2 separate regions of the Columba livia genome follow, and region 1 is linked to region 2. Evidence: chromatin contacts called from public Hi-C data. All regions are on one chromosome and are shown on one strand. Each heading gives the region's core, a stretch centred on a gene start, on an enhancer-like site or on the middle of the called end of the contact. The rest is flanking DNA. Distances are from core to core; before and after follow the strand shown.

Evidence for each region. A called contact is a pair of places that touch in the nucleus more often than the background predicts.
Region 1: a Hi-C map of crop shows a contact between it and region 2, with 2.6 times the contacts expected there. The contact joins the promoter of CREG1 here to the promoter of GABRR3 in region 2. A contact is called at or near these places in 2 of 2 Hi-C or Micro-C datasets (crop and liver).

Annotation. Positions count from the first base shown.
Region 1 is chr1:125,489,245-125,493,893 of bColLiv1.pat.W.v2, reverse strand. CREG1 (cellular repressor of E1A stimulated genes 1) reads right to left here and starts at 1,778. Exons shown (of 4, transcript XM_005502613.4): 1 at 1,409-1,778. The coding sequence starts at 1,702.
Region 2 is chr1:125,265,749-125,270,573 of bColLiv1.pat.W.v2, reverse strand. It overlaps GABRR3 (gamma-aminobutyric acid type A receptor subunit rho3), which reads left to right and starts at 1,805. Exons shown (of 10, transcript XM_021287783.2): 1 at 1,805-4,825. It overlaps LOC102088728 (a long non-coding RNA gene), which reads right to left and starts at 1,298. Exons shown (of 5, transcript XR_010475457.1): 1 at 1,087-1,298.

The DNA of each region.
Region 1 (4,649 bases), core at 529-3,028, 220 kb before region 2:
TTTAAGACACCTAACCTGAAGAATTAAAGAATCTGTATTGTTTTTCTAAAATTAATTTGGTGAACACAGCTTGGAAAAGTACTGGTGCAGAACAGGGTTGCCTATCGTGGAACATCACATACTAAAGTTCACTATCTCTCAGCAAAGAAAGTTCATGGGAAATTTCATTAAAAGAGCCCATCTCAAAAGGAACCCCTGAAAAGTCACTTAAACCCTGCACACAGTACTGCTGGACTGATTAAACCGGAGCGACCCCGTAACAGATAGGAAGTTGCTTAACTACAAAAAAGCTGACTCATGATTATTCAGCACTATCTCCTACCAGACATCTCCCTTACACGTGACAGTCAAATGTTTCTGCCCTCTAACAGCAGAATAAGGATCTGTTGAGGAGCCTTCTGAAGGAAAATGTTCATTAGCAGTTTATACCATTATTTTTACATTATTCTGAAAACACAAGCTTATGTATGGGGTGGAGAAGATTACACAAGATAAATTAGTTTTTTTTACAGCACACAATTAAACTCTTCGGAAGTAAAAACTAAACCTTCACAGGGAACAAAAAAAGGTTTATGGTAAAACAAAGTCTGAAAAAATTCCATTATTTAAGTTTTGTGTTTTACTAATACTATAATAGTTACTAGAGAGAAAAAAAAAAAAAAAAAGCTTTCTAATAAAAGAGGCATACAATCGCTATTTCCCTTACTTTTTCGCCAACTCGCCCCTGACCACAGCCAATTACACACACTCGGAGCCTCAGCATCAGTCTGCTGCCTTTCATGGTGCACTTGCCTTTACAGTAAACTCCAGAGATTGAATTACTCTTCCTTCTGTAGTCTGTGTAGAAGCCCTCTTTGCTCAAGCCCCACATTGCCATTTTCCAGAGCTTTTGACGTGTTTTTGAGAAGTTCTCCCTGTTTAAATATTTTGTGGCCCCTCATTTCCTTGGTCAGTGCTCCTAGAAGCTTCAGCCACTTCCTTTACCAGAGTGCTGCTTAGAAATGTTTCTGACCACGATCAGCAAGAACTTCTCAGGAGGACTACTGAGTGTCCACGCAGAGAGCACCACCTCACATTTAGATGATGAAGGGCTAATAGTTGTCCCTAGGGTTCACAAGTGGGGTGACACCCGTGGCACAGCCAGTGAGCACCACTGCTTTACCTCCAGAAAATGCTGGTGCGAACCGCGATTCCTACAAAGGAAATTCCAACCGCTACTTGCTACTGAGATTAAAAGCTCAGGCAACAGAGGAAAATATAACATCGCACTAGTAACCTGCATACTTTAAAGTCTCCTTTATTGGGGTCGCTATTTATATCGGGATAGCCCTCCCAGCCCTCCTTCCCCGGCTGGGAGACAAGGCAAAACCCCCTCGCCCTTGGCCGAGCCTCGGCTGCTGCCACTCACCACCAGGTCCTGCACGGAGATCTCCATGTCGGTCAGGTAAAGGTAGGGGACGCCGCTGCCGCTGAGGCGCCCGGGGGGCCCGTCGCTGAGGGAGAAGATGTTGGCGAAGGGGCGGCCGCGCAGCCCCTCCTGCGCGGAGAGCGTGGCCAGCGCCCCCCAGTCGCAGTTGTGCAGCACGAAGCGCGCCATGCGCGCCGCCTCCTCCGGCGGCGGAATGGCCCCGCCGGCCGCCAGCAGCAGCACCGCCGCCGTGCACAGGAGCAGGGACCCCGCCATCCCGCACCCGTCCGCCATCGCTACCGACTGCCGGGCACCGCAAACACCGGCCCACACGCACCCTGCCCCGCGCGGGGAGGGGCGGACCCCTCAGCTCTCTGCCAATCGGAACAAACCTGCCCGCCTTCCTTCACCAATGAGGGCACGCCGCGGACAACCTTGCGAGTGCGAAATTACCTTGTCCGCTGTCAGCCAACGGGCTCGCGATGCCTGCTCTCCTCAGCCAATGAGAGCTGCTGGGAGGCGGGGACTACCCCACCCGCTCCCGTGAGTTGTAAACAACCTCTGACAGCTTTGCCCCGCCGTCGCGATCGGAGGGAGAGGGGGCGGAGCCACGCCTAGCCCAGCAGCCAATGAAAGGCCTCTTCAGAACTCTCTGCCAATCATGTTTCGCGGGCGGCCGGTAGGAGCGGCTCGCTCCCTCCCGTGACTTGCATGGGGGCGCAGTAGCAGCCGTTGGGCTGTGGGGGGCGCTGACGGGACGCGGCCATCCTGGAGGAAAACCCGGTCATTTAATTACACCGAACGGGGTGTGTCTGAAAGTGATTCGGACCCTAAAGCTCATAGGATCATCTGCCACTGCGCATAGCTGAAGTCCCACCACTTAAAAACTGCAGGATATATGTCAAAACCACCTCTTCTACAAGACCTGGTTTTGCTAGTTGAACAACCTCCTGGCCTTCAATGCATCGCTTACAGGGTAAATAGTGCGGTATGCCTCATTCTGTCTGTGGCCTTGTGCTCAGTCACCTCACAAAGATTTGTATAAAGAAATCTTTTTAACTGGGGTAATTTTGAAACTTTGTTCAACTTCTCTCAAGAGATGGGAGCTTTCAGTTTTTCCACTTCAATCTTACCAAATATGTCAACTCTATGTACATAGCATTGTACTCTATTAGCACAAAGAAACACGAATTAAGTTTGTGTGAATATCATTTGTCCCCAGGTCCCCAGTAGCACCCATAGCTGATAGCAGGCCAGACGAATGAGTTTGTTGGGGTGAATTCAGGAAGGCAAACACATCACGCATCCATTCCCTACCATTTATGTGCTGTCCTGTTGTTGCAGTACATGCAGAACAAAATAATTTTTCCTCCAGTGTTCCCCTTGCCTGCAGGGCACACACAGGGCCCAGCTTTCCCTCCCTGGCACCAACACACGGAGCCTTCCTCTGCTGCTGCCCTCTCCTGCCAATGCTCAGAAGAAACCCGTGGTTTGTTATAACTGAAAAGCAAAAAAGGGCTGCTCTGAACCCCTGATGTAGAGTCACCCAGCTCAGGGAGGCAGCTGAGCTTGCGAGTAGCAACTGCTACAGCAACGAAGTCAGGCAATACAAGCAGCTTTGTTCATGGTAGGGGCACAAAGGCAAACTGCTAAGGAGAAAAATAGGGCAAGAAAAGGAGTGAGGTGTGAGGTAAGAGGCTACGCAAAAGGTTGATTTTATGTATGTAGGATTACACAAAATATTTAGATGCGGGGCCAGAATGGAGCATATCAAAGGGAAAAAGCAGCTGATCTGCAGGAGTGAAAAGAGTAAGGAAGAATGGGATTTAAATGGTCTAGAGGAAACAGCTTAGGAAAGAGAAAAGGATGAGGAAGACAAGCTGCAACAAACGCTTTTTGTTAGAGATTTTGCTAACTAAAACTGAGACATTATAGCTTCCTTTATTCCCTCCCCACCAACCCATGCATGCATACACAGAAATGTCTTGTTCCTCTCAATTTTCAAGCAGCCCTGCCCTCTGAGAACCTGGGGAGGGGTCAGTATTTACTTGATGCAGTCAAAGGGTCGAGTGGCAGAGGGAGGTGGGGGGTATAAGTGTGTGAATTATCTTACTAGGGAATAGGAGAGTGTGACAGGGAGCAGCCAGGACATGGTTGGTGGGATCAGAACAGGAAAAGGGTATGTTGTGGAGAGTATGTGGAAGTAACATATGCCACAGGGGAAAAAAAGGATGGAAAGGATAGAAGATAAAGGGGATGTGGAAAGAAGAGCTGGCAATTCTTTTTTCTTTTGTTTCAGAAAAGAAATATGCAGACAGGATAAAAATTTTTCTGTTCTGCAGTTTTGATTTATTAACAGTGTGTATTTGCTGAATGTGGCTGTCCCTCCTTTGCCAGGAAGGGTACATGCTTCTGGAGCTGCACGGCCTCTGTGGCAAGAAAGTCAAAGTGACCTTTGTGGAGATTGCAGAAGATCATCCCCCACTCCCCCTGCCACTACTGGGACCATGCAGTGGAATCTCAGGGACCAAGAGAAAACGACCCATTCAAACAAAGTCTGCCAAGTTTTCCTCACCTCCTCCTGCCCCTACAGCCTTGTGGCACATCTGCAGCCATCCCAGTCTGCAGCTATCCTAGCCTGCAGCTGCCAAGGGGTGCTGCTGCCCAAACCCAGCCTCCTGCAGGATTTGGGTTGATGAGTCTGGTGGGAATTCAGCACTCAACAGGATTTATGGAAGCAAACAGAATTGGCTTTCTGCTACAGAAAGCAGGATTTATTAGGCTGAGTACTCTCTGCAGTGGGCAGTGCACACCAGTGTATAGACTGTCTTGCACATTGCACCAGACAAAGGGAGCTTGTTTTGGTCCCACCTTTCTTGGATGTGTAGTATCGGGTGAACCTGTAGGGTAAGGGATAAGGTCTTTAATTCTTTCAGCTTGCTCTGAAATTATGTGATACAAAGTAAATCTCCAGGCTCTCTCACTTCCTCAGCTAGATCTCAGAGAAAGGAGAAGGATTCTCTCTGTTGTGGTGCAATAAGCTTAGGGGCTCCTAGCATCCTTGCATAACAAGGTCAAGAAAGTATTGCTAGCCACTAGTTCTCCTTTTCAACTCATATGCTTGTTTACATTACAAAACCAGTAAGTAGACAGTAATATCTCACCAGAGATTGAGCCAGTTTACTCCCTCCAGGGGCTGGCCAGTTCATGGAACAATCTTAATTTCAGTGTGGTTTACATG
Region 2 (4,825 bases), core at 556-3,055:
TTCCAATCCATCTAAAGCACATCTGTTCACCTACAGCTTTCTGTCACACTTTATGAGGCCGCTACCTTTATTTCCATTTTAAGTGACTTCAAGTGGTCTCTTGTACCATATAACATACCAAAGACTACCGAAGGAATTAAGACTAAATTATGGTTACCAGTGCCTGTCTTATTCTTGCACTAAGGGGTTGGAAATTAGTCTCTGTCAGGAATGTCAGGGAACCTGCTCTGGTCAACCTGTGGCAAAAACACTGGTGAAGACAGACTACTGAACAAGAACTTGTCAACCAGGCACCCCTTGGCCAAACTAGGACATTTCACCAGCCTCAAAATCGCCTTTTTTGTTGCTTTTTCTTTCTTTCTTTCCCTGCTGCCATCCCCTTCTTTTTCTCAGTTTATACTTTCTGAAAATTCCCAGCTCAGACCACTTGCTAGCATTCATAAGGCTTTTCACAGAATCACAGAATGGTTGGGGTTGGAAGGGACCTCTGGAGATCATCTAGTCCAACCCACCTGTTAAAGCAGGTTCACCCAGAGCAGATCACACAGGAATGTGTCCAAGTGGGTCTTGAATGGAGGCTCCACAGCCTCTCTGGACAGCCAGTTCCAGTGCTCTGGCACCCTCAAAGTAAAGAAGTTTCTCCTCATTTTCAGATGGAACCTCCTGGGCTTCAGCCTGTGCCTGTTGCCCCTCATCCTATTGTTGGGCACCACTGAAAGGAGTCTGGTCCATCCTCTTTACACCCACCCTTGAGATATTTATAAGCATTGATGAGATGCCCTCTCAGCCTTCTCTTCTCCAGGCTGAACAGACCCAGCCCTCAGTCTCAGTAGCGGGTGGGCTACAAACATGCTCCAGGCCCCTAATAATCGTTGTAGCCTGCCGCTGGACTCCCTCCAGTAATTCCTTGTCTTTCGTAAAGTGGGGAGCCCGGAGCTAAATACACATCGGCTCACATCATCCTCCACACGACGATCCCTCCCCCTCCAGCAGGCTCTTCCCCGCGCTCCACCTGCCTCCAGCGGAGTCCATTTGCTCTCTTTTTCCCCCTCCCCAGACCTTCCTGCCGCCCCCAACCTTCCTCACCAGAGCCGGTGGAGCAGAAGGGAGGCCGCAAGCCCGGAGCCACAGGGCCGCCCGTTACCGGACACCCGCACCTGTGCGTGGACGCGCTGACCCGCAGACGCGGCTGGCGGCGCCATCTTGCGGCCGTTCGCCGGCAGCGACCGTTATTTCCCAACCTCCATCTCTGTACAGGCGGGAATCCCCCCCACCTCGCCCCAAAACGGTCACCGCGATCCTCTCGTGTCACCGCCGTGGCGGGACGCGGCGTTCTGCGGCCGTTTATTTTGTGGCCTCGAAAGAGAAAGCACTGCCTGAGGACACTTCGTGGCGGGGGGGGGGGGAAGGAAAATAGTTGCAAAATAGTGACCAACCCCGTCACAGAGATAAAGAGAGAGTTTGTCTGTCTTGTTTCCCATAGTGGTCAGACATGGCTGTGCGAGGAGGCAGAGCTGGGAGAGAGATTTCTCTGCATGTTTTTTTTTTTTTTGTCTGACTCTCTGCCATTTCCTCTGTCTCTGTTTGTGCCCATCTTGCTACATTTTCCACATATTATATGTACACATTTGTGAGTGACTTGTACTACTGTGTATCCTGGTGCCTACCCTTGTGTGTATCTGTCATATTACATGCAAATAATGATCTGTGTGCTGACAGGTTGTCGAAACTTCCATTTATCTTGGGGCATCCATATTTAGCTCTGAAAAGGTACATCTTTGTGTGGCTTTAAAAAGCTGATGTCCTGCTCTTTCTTTCTGTGGGCATCTACCTGTCTCTCCTTTTGAGACGAGGCAGACTCTTAATGCTCTTATAGAAACCATGTACACGTATTCTGGTATCCCCCATATCTTTTCCTGCACTTCAAGGCAATTACTGGGTTAACATTTCTGCGTTCAAAGTGTCACAGCAGGGGTGATATTGCAGTGAAGGTGCTCCATTTTGTTTGCGATCTCAGCTATACTTGAGGTACCTTTTACAGACGGAACATGGCGTATCTAGGATACCTGTATTGTAGCTCACAGCCCAAACATTAGTATGGAACTATCTTTATGTTAACAGCGAAAAAATGAACAGAAGAGCTGGAGCTCAGGCAAGAACTCAGAAATCTGATTTGATTTTATCCACATTCCTACTGGCTTCACTTGTCAGTCACAGGAAGGAAACAGACCTGCTGAATGCCTGCATCGCCTTGTCTTTCAATAGCCACTGTGCGGCACTTGGACAGGCGGGGTGAACTCTTCCCCACTGGCAAGTGCGATCAGCGGTATCACCATTCTTGCCGTCTTGTGGGACAGTCTGGCTCGAGGCTCTGGTGACTGGGAGAGTGACTTGCCAGCACATGGAAGTTTTCCGCAGATAGAATAAACCTTTTTCTCCTCCCACTTCCATCCTGGTTATTTCTGCCTTGATTTAGGATTTTTTTTTTATTATTTGAAATTATGGGAAGGAACAGTTCTTACCAGGAACAGACATTTTCACACATCGAGCAAATTTCAAACCAACCTTCACTGCTGCTGTCCATCACTTTGCTTCCCTCTCCTTCAAGCTTTTGTCAATACCCAAGTGTCAAAAGAGTATGTGACAGAGAAACTGAAGAAACTGAACAGTAGCACTACCTGTAAATTCTCCAGGGAAATATTCTTGTTGGACAGATGCTTTCTCTTTGAATTATTGTTTCTGGAACACACCAACCTGAATTTATTTATTTTTAGCAGTTTATTTCAAATATTGCTTATTCCCTCTATTTCTCTATGTGTCTGTTTCAGTCCTTTGCCCATTCTACCTTGTAAGGTATTCAAATATGTAGAAAAAAATAGCCTTTTTTTCATTCACTGACAGGAAACATGGATTGTTCAAATTGATTTAGAAATACATTCTTTTGGCAGCTACTATGAAAACAGGTTGTAAAACCTCAGAAAACCCAAATATGGGTATCCCTTAGTAAGTCATAAGTATATAAAATTTAAATGTGTGTTTACTTAAGAATACAATTCAGATAGTTAAAATCGGCTTCCCAGTTTGAAATGAGCACCTGCTCTGTGATGTTAACATATTTTTCTCTGGAAGTTATAAATGGGAAAGAAAAGCCTGGAAAACAGCCACCCTAAATGGTGCCTGATGGCTTCTGAAGCTGTTTTATGACCAATAGAGATCAGACTTGAATCAATAAATCTGTCTTTGTTTTGACTGTAAAATGAAAAAAAGTTTGCAGTGCCAAAGCTGAAAGGCACATTTTTTCCCACTGTTCAACATTTTTTTTCTTCTCATGTTCATTGGTGACAGAAAAGGAGTTTTGTAGAGATGCAGTACATTTCATAAATTAATTCCCATCAGAGGCATTGTTGACTCCTGGACAACAAACTGGGCATGTTCTGATATCCCCTTTGCAGCGAATGCTTAATAAACATCAGTGTGGCAGTAAGAAAAGAGTAAACACAGTTGCTGAATCCTTGTTTCAGTCTGTGGAGAGAAAGGAGCTAAAAGAACTTCAGATAGCAGTTAGGATCTAACTGGTAAGCACTGCTGAAGGATCGTGGTATTTGCCAGACTGCCAAGGAAGAAAGAAAAAAAGAAACCCTGAGGCAGTGTATATTGCTTTTTGGATTGAAGCACAGCGTTCAGGCCATACAGATGGCAAACTAGCTTACTTCTTGGGGATACACCATGCTATTGCAAACCCTCATTTTCTGTGAATTGCTTGGGCTCGTGGGTCATCCCCTTGATCTTCCCTTGCTTGTGAAAGATACTAAAGATATTTAAAGAAATATGTCCTGCAGACATAAAGAAGCAAACTCTAGAAACATCTCCTGGGAGGAGAGGGACATAAATGCAGAAGTAGGGTAGCTGTACCCTGTGCCTACAATCAACATGAGGTGGTAGAAAGGCAAGGTTTTCTACCACTGAGTTTATGAGAAAAGGAAATCTGGGGAGAATGTGGCTGCTTGGTTTTCCGGAGATCACCCTCAAGATGCAGATTGTTCCTTAACTAGAGGCAGTAAAACTGATTATTTTACTTTCAGAATTGCTGGTGTAGAAGGTAAGTAAAGGGATTTAAGGATTAAATTAATTCAGTGATTGTTCCATCCGGGGCAGAATGATGAAAAGGAAAGAATCCCCGATTTAGAGGCTCTGGAAATGGGGATGCAAAGAATCAGGGAAGTGTATGTTTTTTCTTTGTTGTTCATGTCACTTTTTCAAACCAAATATCTGATTGTATGAAAGTGTGCAGCTACCACAGTCATAGAGCAAACAGAAGCCTGAGTTTTGTAAATTGAAGGACAAGCAGAAGAGACCCCTGTGCCAAATAGGGTCATCTGTTCCAGTCTGATAGTAAGAACCTTTTTCCTATGGGAAAATATGCCTGTCAGTATCTGGGGCAGTGATTAATGTTCACTTACCACTCCTACTAAGACACCTGACATGGTGCAGGGCCATAAGAGCTGGGTCCCACTGCAAGTGTTGAGTAAAGCACTTCATCTGTTCTAAGATCCGCAAACTGGAATCACAATGCTCAGTCTCTGCTTTCCTCTCACTTCATCTTGTTAGAAAATGTGAATAGATACCTTATTCTGGAAACTTGCTTCATCATTAGTGTTAATATAAGCAGAACAAAGCATCCTTAATTCTGACTAGTATTTTTACAAGTCAACACAATATAAATGGTAAATGCTATGCACTGAGTCTGTTGCCATAGAAAAGCAACATGCTGCCTATTCCTGCACTGCAGTATTACATTCCTGCTCTCACAGGCACTACTGTGGTT